Linked DNA regions of Mus musculus: region 1 is linked to region 2. A link is a contact called in public promoter capture Hi-C data. All regions are on one chromosome and are shown on one strand. The core of a region is the stretch at or near the end of the contact, and the rest is flanking DNA. Distances in the headings are between cores, read along the strand shown. Region 1 has its middle 39 kb from the start of Gm22628. Region 2 holds the start of Inhba (inhibin beta-A).

Region 1 (6,502 bases), core at 2,214-4,713, 69 kb before region 2:
TGTGTCAGAACTCCTCAGAGTCCAGTTATCTCTGTGATCCCGTGATTCTGGGAATCCTGTGATCCTGATATCTTGGGTGTGTAAGAGCTTCTGGGTGTCAAGCTGCTTCTGGGATCCTGAGATCTTGGTGTGGCCAAGCTCCCAAGATCTTGTGATCCTATGACCCTGGGTGTGTTAGAGTAACTAGGAATCCAGCTTCCTCTGAGTTGTGGGACTGTGTGTGGAGCTAGCACCCAGTGTCTGCTCAGTGCATGTGTTCAGACTGGAAGGAACCCTTGCCACTGGCCAGGCCAGGGTTCCTGTGTCCCTGGATCCAGATAGTCCCAGTTATTCCCTGTGTTGGGGCAGATGATGTGGCCTCCTCCCCTATGATCCTGGGCATGTTGGGTTGCCTGGGAGTCAGCTTCTTCTAGGTGTTGTGGGACTGGGTGTGGTACTAGTACCCATGATCTGCTCAGGGCACCAGCACAGACTGGCAACATTTAATATATTAAGCGTATATCTAAAATTAGTCTTATTCAGCAAGAAATTTACTAGAAGCAACATGTTTGTGTTAAGTTTCAGGCACTTTATCATGGGGCGGTGAGCTTTGAACAGGCAGCATGGTCCCTGGTTGAGTACAGGCTTTGAGCCCCAGAGACCTGGTAGGTGACTTCTGCAGGCAAGGAATGGCAAGTGTTTGGCCACGCTCCTTGGGCCCCTGACTCCTGCTGCAGCTACAGCCTCCCACAGCTCCCCCCAACCTCAGAGAGAGTTGTGTGGCCATCAGTCATATAGGGCAATGCCCCAAGCTCCTGGTATTCTGTCTGGAATCCACCCCACAGTTACCTGGCAATAGCCAGGTATGCTTCGCACAGTTACCTGGCAACACTATAAAAGGAGCTGCTTGGCCCCTCTTCCTTCTCTTACTCCCTTGCTCTTACTCTTGTCTCTCGATCCCTTGCTCTCCTTTCTCTTCACATTCCTCTCCCACCTCCACGTGGCCATGGCCTCTACTTTTCTACTCTCTCCCTCTTTCTGCCTTTCTACAATAAATGCCTTAAAATCATGGACCGCTTCTTCTCTTTGGGACCAGCCATGCAATAGAGCAGGTCTTCCTCCCAAGAGCCGCTTATCTAACCTCCCTAGGGAGGTCTCTCTGTGTTCTCAGCCATGGTCTCCACCAAGACAACCTGCCCACCAGACTCTCCTCCCTGAGGGACTCAGTTTGAAGTGCCCTCCTCCCACCTTTTTCCCTTCAGCCCTGGGCTGAATCCTAGCCACAGGTCCCCAGTCTGTTCTCAGCTCATCTGCAACACCCAGGGGTGTCTGCGGTCGTTGCCTTCTGTGTAGGCCTAGGGACACTAGGCCTACTGAGCCAACTTCTTCAGCAGTTCTGTGGGAATCCCAGACTGCAACCTCCCTACCTCCAGTTCAAGGTCCCCTGGCTGCCCAGCGGTGGCCTGGGGTGCAAACTTCCTGAGTGCCCCCTCGACCAGAGCCCTGAGCTCTGGGCCTGATGCGGCTCCCCATGTTTAACCCACACCTTATCTAGAAAACATAGGACATATTGCTCAGGAAAATCGTAGTTGAAGAATATGACTCCCATTTGAATGTCAGCCCTGATCTGCATTTATAACAACTGATCCCTGCATATGCTGAAGCTACTTCTAAGATGTAAGCAGTTCAGAAATCTCTCTGCATTAAACTCTACATAATAAACTAAGATAATTGGACACTGTTGAATTATATATACTGCAATTTTACATGTTAAAAACTCATCAAATATTTTGTTTGAATATCATGTAACCATATGTCTGTTTCTTTTCTTTTTATTTTTTTATAGTAGAATTTGGGGTTAAGAGTATTGGTTTCCACTCCAGAACACCCAGCCTTCACACAATGACAAAAAAACTGCCTGTAACTCCAGTCCCAAAGGATCCATGTCTACTTCTGTCCTCAATGGGCATGGTACACATGTGGTCCACAGACACGAATGTAGACAAAGCATTCATACACATAAATTAAAAACAAATAAATCTCTTAAAAGACAATTTAAAGTAGACTTATTGTTGTGTGTATAGACTACTACAGATTTTCCAAGGACCAATTAAATTCAAATATACAAGTGTATTTTTTAAATATGCGATTTTTTGGGGGGGGTCAGATAAACTACTTTTAGAACTTGATATTTGGGTGACCAAACACATGGTTTTATGTATGGATGTATAGAAAAGTTAGCAAATTTTAGTTTTCAGAAATGCTTGATACTTTGCTTAGGAGGGAAAAAAACATATGGAAAAAGAATCATGCGTTGGAACTATAACAGCTACAAGGATGGAATGCCTGGGCCTTAAAGTATTTCTCCTTTCCTATTACATCAGAAGTTTTCAGGTTTCTGAAGATTATCTCTGGCTGCTTAGAAAAGTCATCTGCTTTATTGATGCATTGATTCAGTTATCCTGGCTCCAGAAATTAATGTCTTGTTTCTGAATACTGAAATGTGAGTATCAAGTTAAGTTTTGCTGGTGAAAGGGCAGCGAGAAATGTATGTACTTTTTAACCAAAACTCTCATTTGTTGTGTGAGTGTATGTGAGTGCGTATGTGCATGTGTGCATACAAGTGAGGATCAGTGTGTGTATCCACTCATGTGCTAAGTCACAAATGTGAAGCCAGAGAGCATCTTGTAGAAGTTAGCTTTTCCCTTTACCAGGTAGCTTCTGGGAATCCAAATCAGGTCGACAGTCTGACTAGCAAGTGTCTTTACCCCTTAATCCACATTGCTGGCCCTGATGATTTTTTTTAATTCTTCAAGAGAAAGATCCAAGAATGTTTTATTAAGCCCTCAGCTGAGATTATCTGACTAAACTTATAACCTTGAGTTGTGAAAGAAAAATAAGAATCAAAGAATTTCCTGTGTTACTACCTAAACCCTCCTACCTAAACCTTCCCTTTGCCCTTAAGAGGGTGTGAAATGTGAGCCTGTGAGTAACAGGACTTACCAAAGGAGCAAGACAGCCACTGGCTCTATACTGCTCAGTCCCACAGTCAGTTTGTAGGAAGGAGAATGGGCATTTACCATCAAATTCTTAATCTTTAAAGTAGAAAAGTGGTTTCTAAGGAGGCAATCTTCTTTAGTATTGTTTAAGTGAATATAAAAAATAGAATCTTTGCATGGTGCAGACCAACGTGAGCTATATGGAGGCCTCAGAAAGAGATGTGGCTGGAAAAGGGAACCACAGTCTTTGACAAGAGAAAATGGCATTTGGGGACCCACTAACTTGAAATTAAGTTGCCATTAGAATAGACCTTTACCCCTAATCTATCAAAACACTGTAGCCAACGAATCTGTCTGTGAATGGGAAGCAGAGGAAATGTATTGGGTCATTTGAAATAAAATCCCTTGCAGCTGACCCATGAGAGGTGCTGATAGCTTCCAGATGGAGCCTTGTCCAGTTCCCATTGGCCAGATGTTTGTGCCTGTCCAGAAGGATTGTTTTGTATGTAGAGTGGGGAACCATGGAAATAGCATCAGGATTGACCAAGGACTTACCCCAAAATAAGAAAATTCCAGTCAGAGGTGTGGCCTATAGCTTGACGCTTATTCAATGACCTAACTGGCTGCACAGTCCAGCTCCATTGTTTCAGATATTTGTACCCTTGGGCAAATTAATTAAAGAGTAAGAATTGGTTATCTCATATTGGAGATGGAGACAGCAAGAACTAAACCTCATAGCATTATTGCTAGAAATACAAAAGGGTAGATAATAGGCTCCAGTAAGTGATTCCTGTGTTAGGTTATTACATCATGTCCACTCTTCTACACTGACAGAATACCCACTATAAGCCTATAAATGTGTTAGATATTATTGAAAAGACAAAAAATGGGTGGAAGACATTTCTGATCTCCAAGAACTTCAATTATAGGACATAAGTAAGCAGACAATAAATGAGCCAACCTAGATGAGTGCTGGTAGGGATATCTACACAGTACCCTAAGGTAGAAGAAAGTGACGTCTATATTTCTATAAGGTAGCACCAGACTCCATAATATTGATTCAAAGTCACTGCTTCTCCCACTGTAAAAGTGAGGAAATCAAAGCAAAATATATTGTCTAAGTATACATAGAGAGTACATGGCAAAATTTGATTTGATTTTTCTTCTTCTAGTCTCAGCTGATTCCCAAGTTCCAAGGATGCTTGTATGGAACAGGAGGGAAACGGGAAGTGTCTAGGTCATTTCCATAGCTGTAATATATTGCTATAAATTAGGAAATTTATAAGGAACAAAGATTGCTTAGCTTGCAGTACTAGCAGGTGTTATGTTCAGGATCCCAGGGATGCATTATGCAAGACTTCCCTACCTTGGTGAGAGAGCAAGCAGGACCAACTTCTTAGAAAGCCCTTAGTCCCAACATGGAGTGCCAACCTGGATATTTTTCTCATCGAACATCAATTATTGTTATCTCAAAGTTATCACTCCCATAGCTAAATTGATTACTGTCAAGTTTTTTTCCTATCATCCATGGGAAGAAACATTTTACATTGACTGGGATACTTGCACACATAGACACCTTTATAAAGCAAAATGACCAAACCCTAGCTACTTGTGCAGTATAAGGCCACTGATACCGTTTATCCTACTATAGGTTATTGCACTGATTCTGCGAGCATGTCAATTATAGCCTACAGTTTTCAAAACACTGAATATAATATCTAAACTAAATGTGCACTGCATTGGTGTTGAATAGCCTAAGCAAGACTGGGGTGCTATTTTTTACCACAATTAAAATAATATTAAAATTGCATGCAATATTTTGGGGAGTGGAGTCAGCTTGTAGCTATATATGCCTTGCTTATTTACTGACATATGAGCCACATACTACAGGTTAATTTATCAAAAGAGACAAATTAGTGTTAAATGCTAAATGGGAGAGGGAAGCACACAGGAAGAAATTCTATTATATAGACAACAAAGTTGAATTAAAACAGTTAAATTGAACTTCTGCAGAAAGATATGCATTTAGACCCAAGAAACTTGCTAGATGAGTCTTCCTTTTCCTTTTCTTGGAAATTTTCTGAAGGAAATTTTCAGCTAAAGGTGTCATTTTGGGTGGTCCTAGAGAATGCCTATTAAACAGGTCGTATGTGCAGTGCTGTGCTACTGAAGACATCCAGCTCACGGAAGAGGGCCCAGGCAGCAGAGCTAGAGCTGGATCAGTCACTCTTTCATTTACTCTAGGAGCACATTATTTACATGAGGCTGAGTGGCCCTTTCTCAGACTCTCAGCCACCCTCTGAACCTTTGCCCGTGTATATTCTCAATGCTCAGTTGATCTGCTGTAATGTTTGGATGTAGAGTTTACAGCAGGCACTAGAGCAGGAGGTGTCAAAACACGACAAGAAAGGCTTTTTCTTGTTTGACTTCTGGCAGGAATCAGAGTGAAAGTGATGGAAGGCTTGGGAAAAAGCCCAAACTTGTCAGTTCTTCCAGCCAACTTGGCGGACTCCACAGGTTTAGAGAGTTCAGATGAGCTTCATGTCCATAAACCTTTGAATACTTATAGAGAAACGAATCTCACTGTCTGAGGTTTTCTGAGGTTCAACACATCTAATTGTTCTAAAGCTACAATCTGATTACGTCCCTCCCACAAATAACAAAAAAAGGGGCTTTGAGCTATAATCATATATATACCAAAGAAAATGGCAAGCAAGCTGGCGAAGGCCACACTGTGCCCAAACCAGCCTGGAAAGACCACTTGACCTGCTTTGCAAATATTCCCCAAATTACTTGTTTTGTCTCTTTTGCTTTTTGAGCTCCTGTCTTTGTATTTATTAGAACTGTGCATAATAAAGCATCCATTATGACATATCATCTTCTGAAGGCAGAAATTTCTGCTACCCTGTGTGTGACTTGAACTGAGAGTTTTTAGAAAAAGATTGTTGATTTTGTTTTATAAGGAAAGAACGCATGTAAAAGAACATATGTGATGTATGTATATTTTAAAGGTACTGAATGGTTAAAAAATGATTCGTTTTAAAAATATTTATATAATAATTTGTCTTATTTCATCTCTCAAGCTGAAAAAAAATCAAGAATAGAAGGCAGTCAAGCAAACCATGTCATTTGGTTGTCTGTGACACTGAACACAGAAGAAGTAAGCCTAGGAAGGATGGAGGAATTTAACGACATTCATTGTTTTTATATTATGTGGTACTTAGATATTATTCTAGGGCTTTGTCAAGGTCGGTTCAAAACTCCACATAGATTTCAATTATCCACAACACACATATTTCCTTGAGAACATTCTTATGGAAACCACATTTCCAACCTTTAAGTTGCTGGTGTTCCTCTGCCTATGAACCTGGCTCGGGACCAGCAACATGTCTCACATCTTACTGCCACATTTCCTGAGTGAACTCAGGGTTTCAGCTGTAGCTGAATTTTCTCTGAACTGTAGATAACATTCAAAAGAGAATAGTCTTACAGTCTGGGAATCCACAAAACTCGCTTACTCTGGA
Region 2 (6,686 bases), core at 1,511-4,010:
AAAAGTTGTAAAAGTCCTTTTAGCCATACTGACTTTTAATGTGTAGAGAGCTCAGAAGCAAGAATTTAAAAGCATTACCTTTCGGGTCCCTTCTGTTTTGTCAGCCGGCTCTTGTCTCATGAGGTCAGAGCTGTCTGAATTCCTCTTCATGGTATTGGCACTGTGAAGTTTTATACTGTAGTACTTAGTTGTACACTCACACATTGGTACCTCTCAAAGAGGAGGGCTGGGGCTTTGTTTAGGATTGGTTAGAATCAGCATGACATCAGCAGATGACTCGTTTTTCCAGTGTGAGACATTTCATAATTCATTATCTAATGGAAATCTCTCTTGGCTTCTGAGACAGGACCTGGGTGATGTCCTGAGCCAGTAAAGCCTGTGGCTAGGAATAGTCCACCCTTTACAAACATAAGAGAACCACATACACACATCTCCAAGAGTGTCCAGCTTTGACATTTTACTATTCATACATACACCTCTTATTAGATTCAGGTTCAGCCTTATGTCTATACATAAGACATCTGTTACTTCATAAAGTTACTTCTATTTGCAAAGCACCGTATTTTTTCCACAGCAAAGAAAATTCATAGTGTTCTTTATAGGAATTCTAGTATTATAATTATGATTATAGGAAAATATTTTTTTCAGGAAAATCTGTATGTCCATGTGGTGATGGTCTCCCTGCTTTGACTCACACTATTAATTTACACCTTGAAATTGAATGCCTGCTTCATACATCATTTATCACCTCGGACTTGGGAAATGGTCTTCCTTTGCAAGTGAACTTCATAAGTATCCTGCCTAGATGAGTCCCATCCTAACTAGCAAAAACAACAGTAACACACACACACACACACACACACACACACACACACACCTGCATCTTTTCTTTAAAAGCTAGAACTTCAAGTCCAATCATTTGTAAACACTATAAATATGAGTTTAATGAAAAGAAGTGAACTCTCCTTAAAATAGAAGTAAAGTTAGGTTTGGGTTTTCTTTTGCCTGGGTCACACTGGCAGGGAGATAACATAGAGAGAGACGAATGCCCCGATAAGCACAGTGAAGAAGGGCTGTTGTTCTCGGGGCGAAGTACAGCTAAGGCACTGACCAGGTTCTTATGACAAGTTGGATAAAACGTGCAAAACTGGGGACTAATGAAAGCCATATGACCAGATATGTTGTTTCGTGTGCCGGATTTAAGATGCATAAAATAAACTTTTCACTGTGCCCATAAGCAAACTGTAGAGGCTCTGGTCTCCTGATGTGAAGTGGGGAAGGTTTCTTTATGACACCAGGAGCTGTCTGTGAAAGGGTCTCTCTTGAGGGCTTTCAAAGTGTGGATGCTAGCTATATGTGGGGGAAGGGGAGGGGCAAGGGGAAGGAGTATTCTAAGATCCGCATAAGAGAACTGAAGTAGGAAATAAAGTTGCAGGGGAAAATGACAGGAATATGGGTGGCAAAGACAGAAAGATAATCAGTGATAGTCATTTCCATTCCAACCCCAACCCCGGGGTGAACATAAACCTTTGGAAGAGAGGCACTTCCATGCTGTTTGATAAGAATCCCTGAGCATCTAAACTCATTTCTTGCCTCACACATAACTTCAGGGAAAGTCCCACTTGCACCCGAATGTAGATTGTAGACTGGCTTGGCACAGAAAAGTGCCCGAATCAGACCCCAGCTCCGGGGCGCCCTCCTAATTTAAACTCAAGCCTCAGTGTTTCCATCTATAAAGTGGGATGTATAATTTCAGGATCAAAACTCAGTGGTCACAAAAGAATGTTATTTCGGAGCATCCCTGTAGTTTCTTAAGCATGTGTGTCATAAGAATGTTCAAGACCCTGACTGCAGGGGCCGCCTCACACAGGGTCACTCTGAGACCCTGTTGGCCTTTGACACCCTGAAAGTGCCAACCTGCTAAGCCAGTCTAGCAGCTATGACGTAGCTGAATCTCCCCCAACCTCAGAGCTGGAACCACTTTGGGAAAGCCTCCTCTCCTCCATGGAAATCCAGGTGGGGGTGGTGGAGGAAGCAGGTAGGTTAAAATGCTTCTGTGGAATATTCTGGGCTGAGGATCAGCGTTTCCCAGCTGAATTCCAGGGCCCAGGGCGTGCGCTGGTCAGCGCAGCTCTGAGCGGGGTTGGTTTCTCTTTCACTTCCTGCCCCTCCCGCGGAGACTCCCTGCACCCAGGCCCTGTCCCTTTTCAGCTTGCCACCGTACCTTGAGCAGCACCTGCTGGCAGTTTCCAGGGATCACTCCCGAATGCGCAGCTCCAGCCCGGCTCGCGGGACGCCTGGACTCAGGGGCCAAGCTGGTCCAAGCGGCCGCCTCTATTTTTACCCTGAACACCAGCAAGGGCAACTTCGTTTAAAAGCGCAGCTCTTGATTTTTCCCCCCCTTTTGGCAGCTAAAGAATTCAGGGAGGGGAAAGAAAAAAAAAAAATCACTGTTCAGTGAGTGCAGCCGGGAATCTCTGATCCCAGCCCTCGGTGCCAGGGAATGTCAGGGACCAGGACCTGCAGTGGGGCTGCCGGTCTCCTGGCCAACGGAGGCGAGCGGCAGCTCAGGCCCCGCACCCGCAGACTGCCCCTTCCCGAGTGTAGAGTTCGGTCCCACCGACTACCGCACTGGCAGAGTGGCCCGCTGCCACCGCGCTCTGCACCTAGCGGAGGCGTTCTGATTTACTGGCTACTTCACAAAGCTCCAACTCCACGCTGGCCCGGTGCTGCCTGGAGGAGCAGCCACTAGCGAACCCCGGGAGCAGCTTGCTGTGAGGAGGAGCCCGGAGGGAAACTGGTACCTTATTTTACTGTAATTGCAAAAGAAGAGATGTGCCAGAGATTTATATTTAGAAGTTGTATGTTTCTACTTTTATGTAAATGGAGCAATTAGGGCCTGTCTTGTTTCTGCTAACTCGGATGCGTGAGCATTGCTGGGGAGCTGGTGTTTTCAATCACAATTAGTGAGCTGGTCAAGAAACAAAGTTCCTTTGAGGATAGAGCTCCTTTGTGTGGATGAGGGAAACCTGCGTTTCAGTGCTGGCCGGTGGCTTGTGGTGACACACATCTTAGGGGCATAGCTAACTCTGGACTAGTGTGTTTGCCCTGTGCAGCAGCTGGGCCCATATAAAGTTGGCAGAGATCAAGTCGTGAGAATATTCACTTTTCCTCTCAAGCAAACCGTATGTCCTTAAGCTTTCATGCAGGCTATTAATCGCTCTTCCCTCACTATCCCTGAAGCAAGGAGACAGGCTTGGAAAGGAAGCCGTTTTCCACGACTCTGACTCTGTGGTTAGCTGCTGCTCACAGATCCTGTGATTCAGTGAAACATGCAAGCCAGAGAATGTGGACACCTTAAGCAGGTGACTGACAAGTGTCCTCTGATTCAACTGAATGACAGGAGGCTGGTGGTTCAGAGGCACAGACAAGCTGCTGATAACTCAGGGTGTTTGGTTCCTTCCTATGAAAAATCTGTTTCAAAAAAAAAAATTCATGATTTCTGCCTGCCTTGCTGGGAAAGTAAACATGAAACGTGACTATAAAAATGAAAAGAACCTTTGAGGTGTTCTCATCAGCTACGTGTTGTTCTGGGCTTAAGGGGTGGTGGGGGGGGGGGGAAGACCTGGCCTCCTTGGTTAGGGTTACCCTCTCCCCCACAAGAGACAGCACAACATCCAGAAAACATGGGCAGGACTCTGAATGATATTTGCTGCAGTAAACTGTGGAAGTCCCTGTCTAACCATCCCATCAAACGGCTTTGGTAGAGTATGGGGTTGGCAAACCTGTCTGTTTCCTACAGGCCACAGCCTGCAACTAGTTTGGGCCAAATGTTAGATACCAGGATTTGGGCCAGAGATGGAGCGGCACTTTGCAGTCAAAAATCCAACTAGGGGGCTGTGTGCTTCTAAGCTAGAACAAGAATGAATAGTTCAAAACCGAACTGGAAAGGGGGGCATTCACATTGCTCTGAACTGTATCCAAAACAACAAATAAGAGACGGTTAACCCCAAACTCCCTGATTCCTAAGACTCACATTTTTTCTCAGAACCACCTGAGTATCCCTTCAGGCCTCATGCTGTCTATGAGGACCTGCCTTCAGGATATTGAAGACTGTCATCTGAACAGTGGCCCCAGATGCTACAGTTAAAAAATGGGAAAAGAAAAAGAAGGAAAAATTCCGTAAGTAAAGCGTTGTTGTTCACTCCAGAACAGCGGTTCTCAGCTGAACTGGTTTCTCTCTCCGGGACATCTGACAATGCGTTCAGCTGTCATAACCAGGAAGGAGGTGCCACTGGCATCTACTGAACAGAGGCCAATGCTAAGAGCTCTCCTACAATGCACAGCACAGGATGGTGCCCACGCTAGAAAAATTAGCAATGATTATACAGTGAGAAGCCCTGAGTTAGAGTCATGATTTTAAGATTTCACCCAATTCCCTTTCCATCTGTGCTGCAAGAGAACTTGGAAACCCAGACTATAACACTGGAAAAGAATCCAATTATGCAAAGTATTAGTGATTGAAGTGACCCTGCTTCCTCATGCATGCATGGTACCCAATGAGTAGAAACTCATATCAGGCAACAAATAGCAGCCTTGCAATCCCCACCCACATTCTCATATGCCCTCAGCACATTCTCAGCCAGTTTTTGGGTTAAACCAAGGGCAGTTGTGGTGGCAAGAAACAAATCTTGATGGGCTGACTCATACCCAATGTCTTCGAAGATAATGGACTCACTGAGAAAAAGTAAATGAAGAACTGGGTTCTTCACTTTAGCCGTTTAGTAACAGCTCCATCAATGCAACAGTGAATTCCCCAAAGTAAATTTTGCAAATATGAGATAGCCATACTTAACTTAAAAAGAGAGAAAGAGAGAAAGCTAATAGTTTTTATTTTTATTGCCTAGTACTCAAGGTAATGACATAATATTAATATCCAAAGAAATAAAACAGAGTTCTTGCCTAAATCATAACGTTCACTCCAAGCAACAAATGATCCTGCAAGTGCCCTTCTCATAAGAAAGTGGAAGGAAGGCTGTGGCCCTCCAGGTGCTGTTCCTATGAGAAGAGCCAGATATGATTGTGACAGACACAGAAAAGGTGTCATCAACAACAAACGATAAATATCAAAGACAGAAACAGCCTACAACAAGCCAGCTTAGGTATGAATACTGTTCAGGAGACAAGGGCTACTGTCCCAAGTTCATGGCTTAGCGTCTCAGTGGCTCAGGTCACCCAGAAAGGAGAGAGTAAGTCAGAGTTCATTTGTCAATGGACAGAGCCATGAAAGGACTGTCTTAGACATCATGACGCCATGTCATCTCCTCCAAGATATGAATCATAGTCTACTCAGGTAAATGGTCATTTTAGAACCAAAAGCTTCAATCAACTCCCAAATGATTCATAAATGCCTGGATTTCTTCCCAAGAATGGCTAGCACATACAAAGCCTCAATAATCACTTGTGACCTATAGAGAAACTATATAAATATGCCTTCTGAAAGTTCTGACCAACATGCATATGTTCATTAATTTTGTAACTCAGTTAAAACCTAATCAGGAAACATCTGCTACAGAAATTGACTTATTTCCCCTAAAAGACTATGGAAAACATTTTCAAAGGAATATAGAACAGAGTGCCGCTATACTTTTCCTTACCTGGAACCTCTAGGATAACAAGTCCCATATTCCTGGCTTGAGGACACAGAGATTTAGTGTGTAGATTCCACTAAATTGATAAGAGAGCAGAGGCTTTGATTCTAATCCAGTTTTGCTTATCCACAAAGATACCTCTACAACCTGTTGTCCAATTATAGATCCAAAAAGCGAAAGCCAACAAAAAGCTTGAAGCTGTCCAGTCTCTCTCTCTCTCTCTCTCTCTCTCTCTCTCTCTCTCTCACACACACACACACACACATGTGTGTCTTTGTGTGTGTCTGTGTGTCTCTGTGTGTTGTTTTAAGTCAGAGAGCTGCTACCTCCTGCATGTCCAGATAAAGTCCAAAGGTTGTGTGTCCTGTGGGATCAGCTCTCAGACACGTCTAAGCCACACTAGCTTGGGTGCTGTTCTTCACTGCACTGTGACCTCTTCTGTCCATGTTCTGGCAGCAGCCCAGCCTGGTCAATAAAGATTTCCAGGTGCCCAAAGTCTAACCTCTAGAAGGTCAGATTTTCAAAGGTGGGTCAGCAAGCAGGATTCTGTCAGCATTCATCACATTGGTTTGGGGAACCAAAGGGTAAAAATATACAACAATCTTGTGTAGGTTAGCTGGTGTCACTAAACTCTGTAATCTAAAGCTTTCCAAGGACAACTTATAGTCACAGTCCCCTGTTGTAGCATTTACTCACTCCTGAAAGGTGGGCTAGAATGATGGATGGAAGAACAGTTGTTCTATTAAAAGCAAAAATCTCATCTCTCAAAGACCATTTGTGATCACTTTAATGAAACGACTGGAAAACCAATAATGTCATTTTAGCCAATGCTAGCATCATTTAGCTATGAAAGGAGGACAATTAAAATGGCGCTCCCTGCAGAGAAGAGTTCACTCAATAACTTCCTTAACTTTCAAGACACTTTTGTTTTATTAGATGCCGTTAGCTTCATGTTAGTCACAGGGAAAAAAAAATGCCCACATACACACGCACAACTAAATGTAGTCAGTTTGCTCAGCTGCTGCTGACGTCACT

The links. Promoter capture Hi-C pulls out the DNA fragments that hold promoters and counts their contacts.
Region 1: a promoter capture Hi-C map of second pharyngeal arch cranial neural crest shows a contact between it and region 2, with 2.6 times the contacts expected there. The contact joins the enhancer-like site here to the promoter of Inhba in region 2. A contact is called at or near these places in 8 of 39 promoter capture datasets (the 3T3-L1 cell line, 3T3-L1-derived adipocytes, cranial neural crest and 5 more), 6 of 484 Hi-C or Micro-C datasets (the HL-1 cell line, embryonic stem cells and liver) and 1 of 9 other capture datasets (pancreatic islet).

What each region holds. Positions count from the first base shown.
Region 1 is chr13:16,077,337-16,083,838 of GRCm38.p6, reverse strand. No RefSeq gene overlaps it. Among named protein-coding and RNA genes, the nearest start is that of Gm22628, 39 kb to the right of the region's middle. Within about 2 kb of position 3,463, at least 3 of the 459 cell types and tissues checked have an H3K27ac peak or open chromatin away from gene starts, as enhancers often do. A contact at or near this core is called in second pharyngeal arch cranial neural crest, where this site is marked.
Region 2 is chr13:16,007,925-16,014,610 of GRCm38.p6, reverse strand. Inhba (inhibin beta-A) reads right to left here and starts at 2,760. Exons shown (of 5, transcript NM_008380.2): 1 at 2,521-2,760; 2 at 2,225-2,411; 3 at 79-160. It also overlaps the pseudogene B230303A05Rik.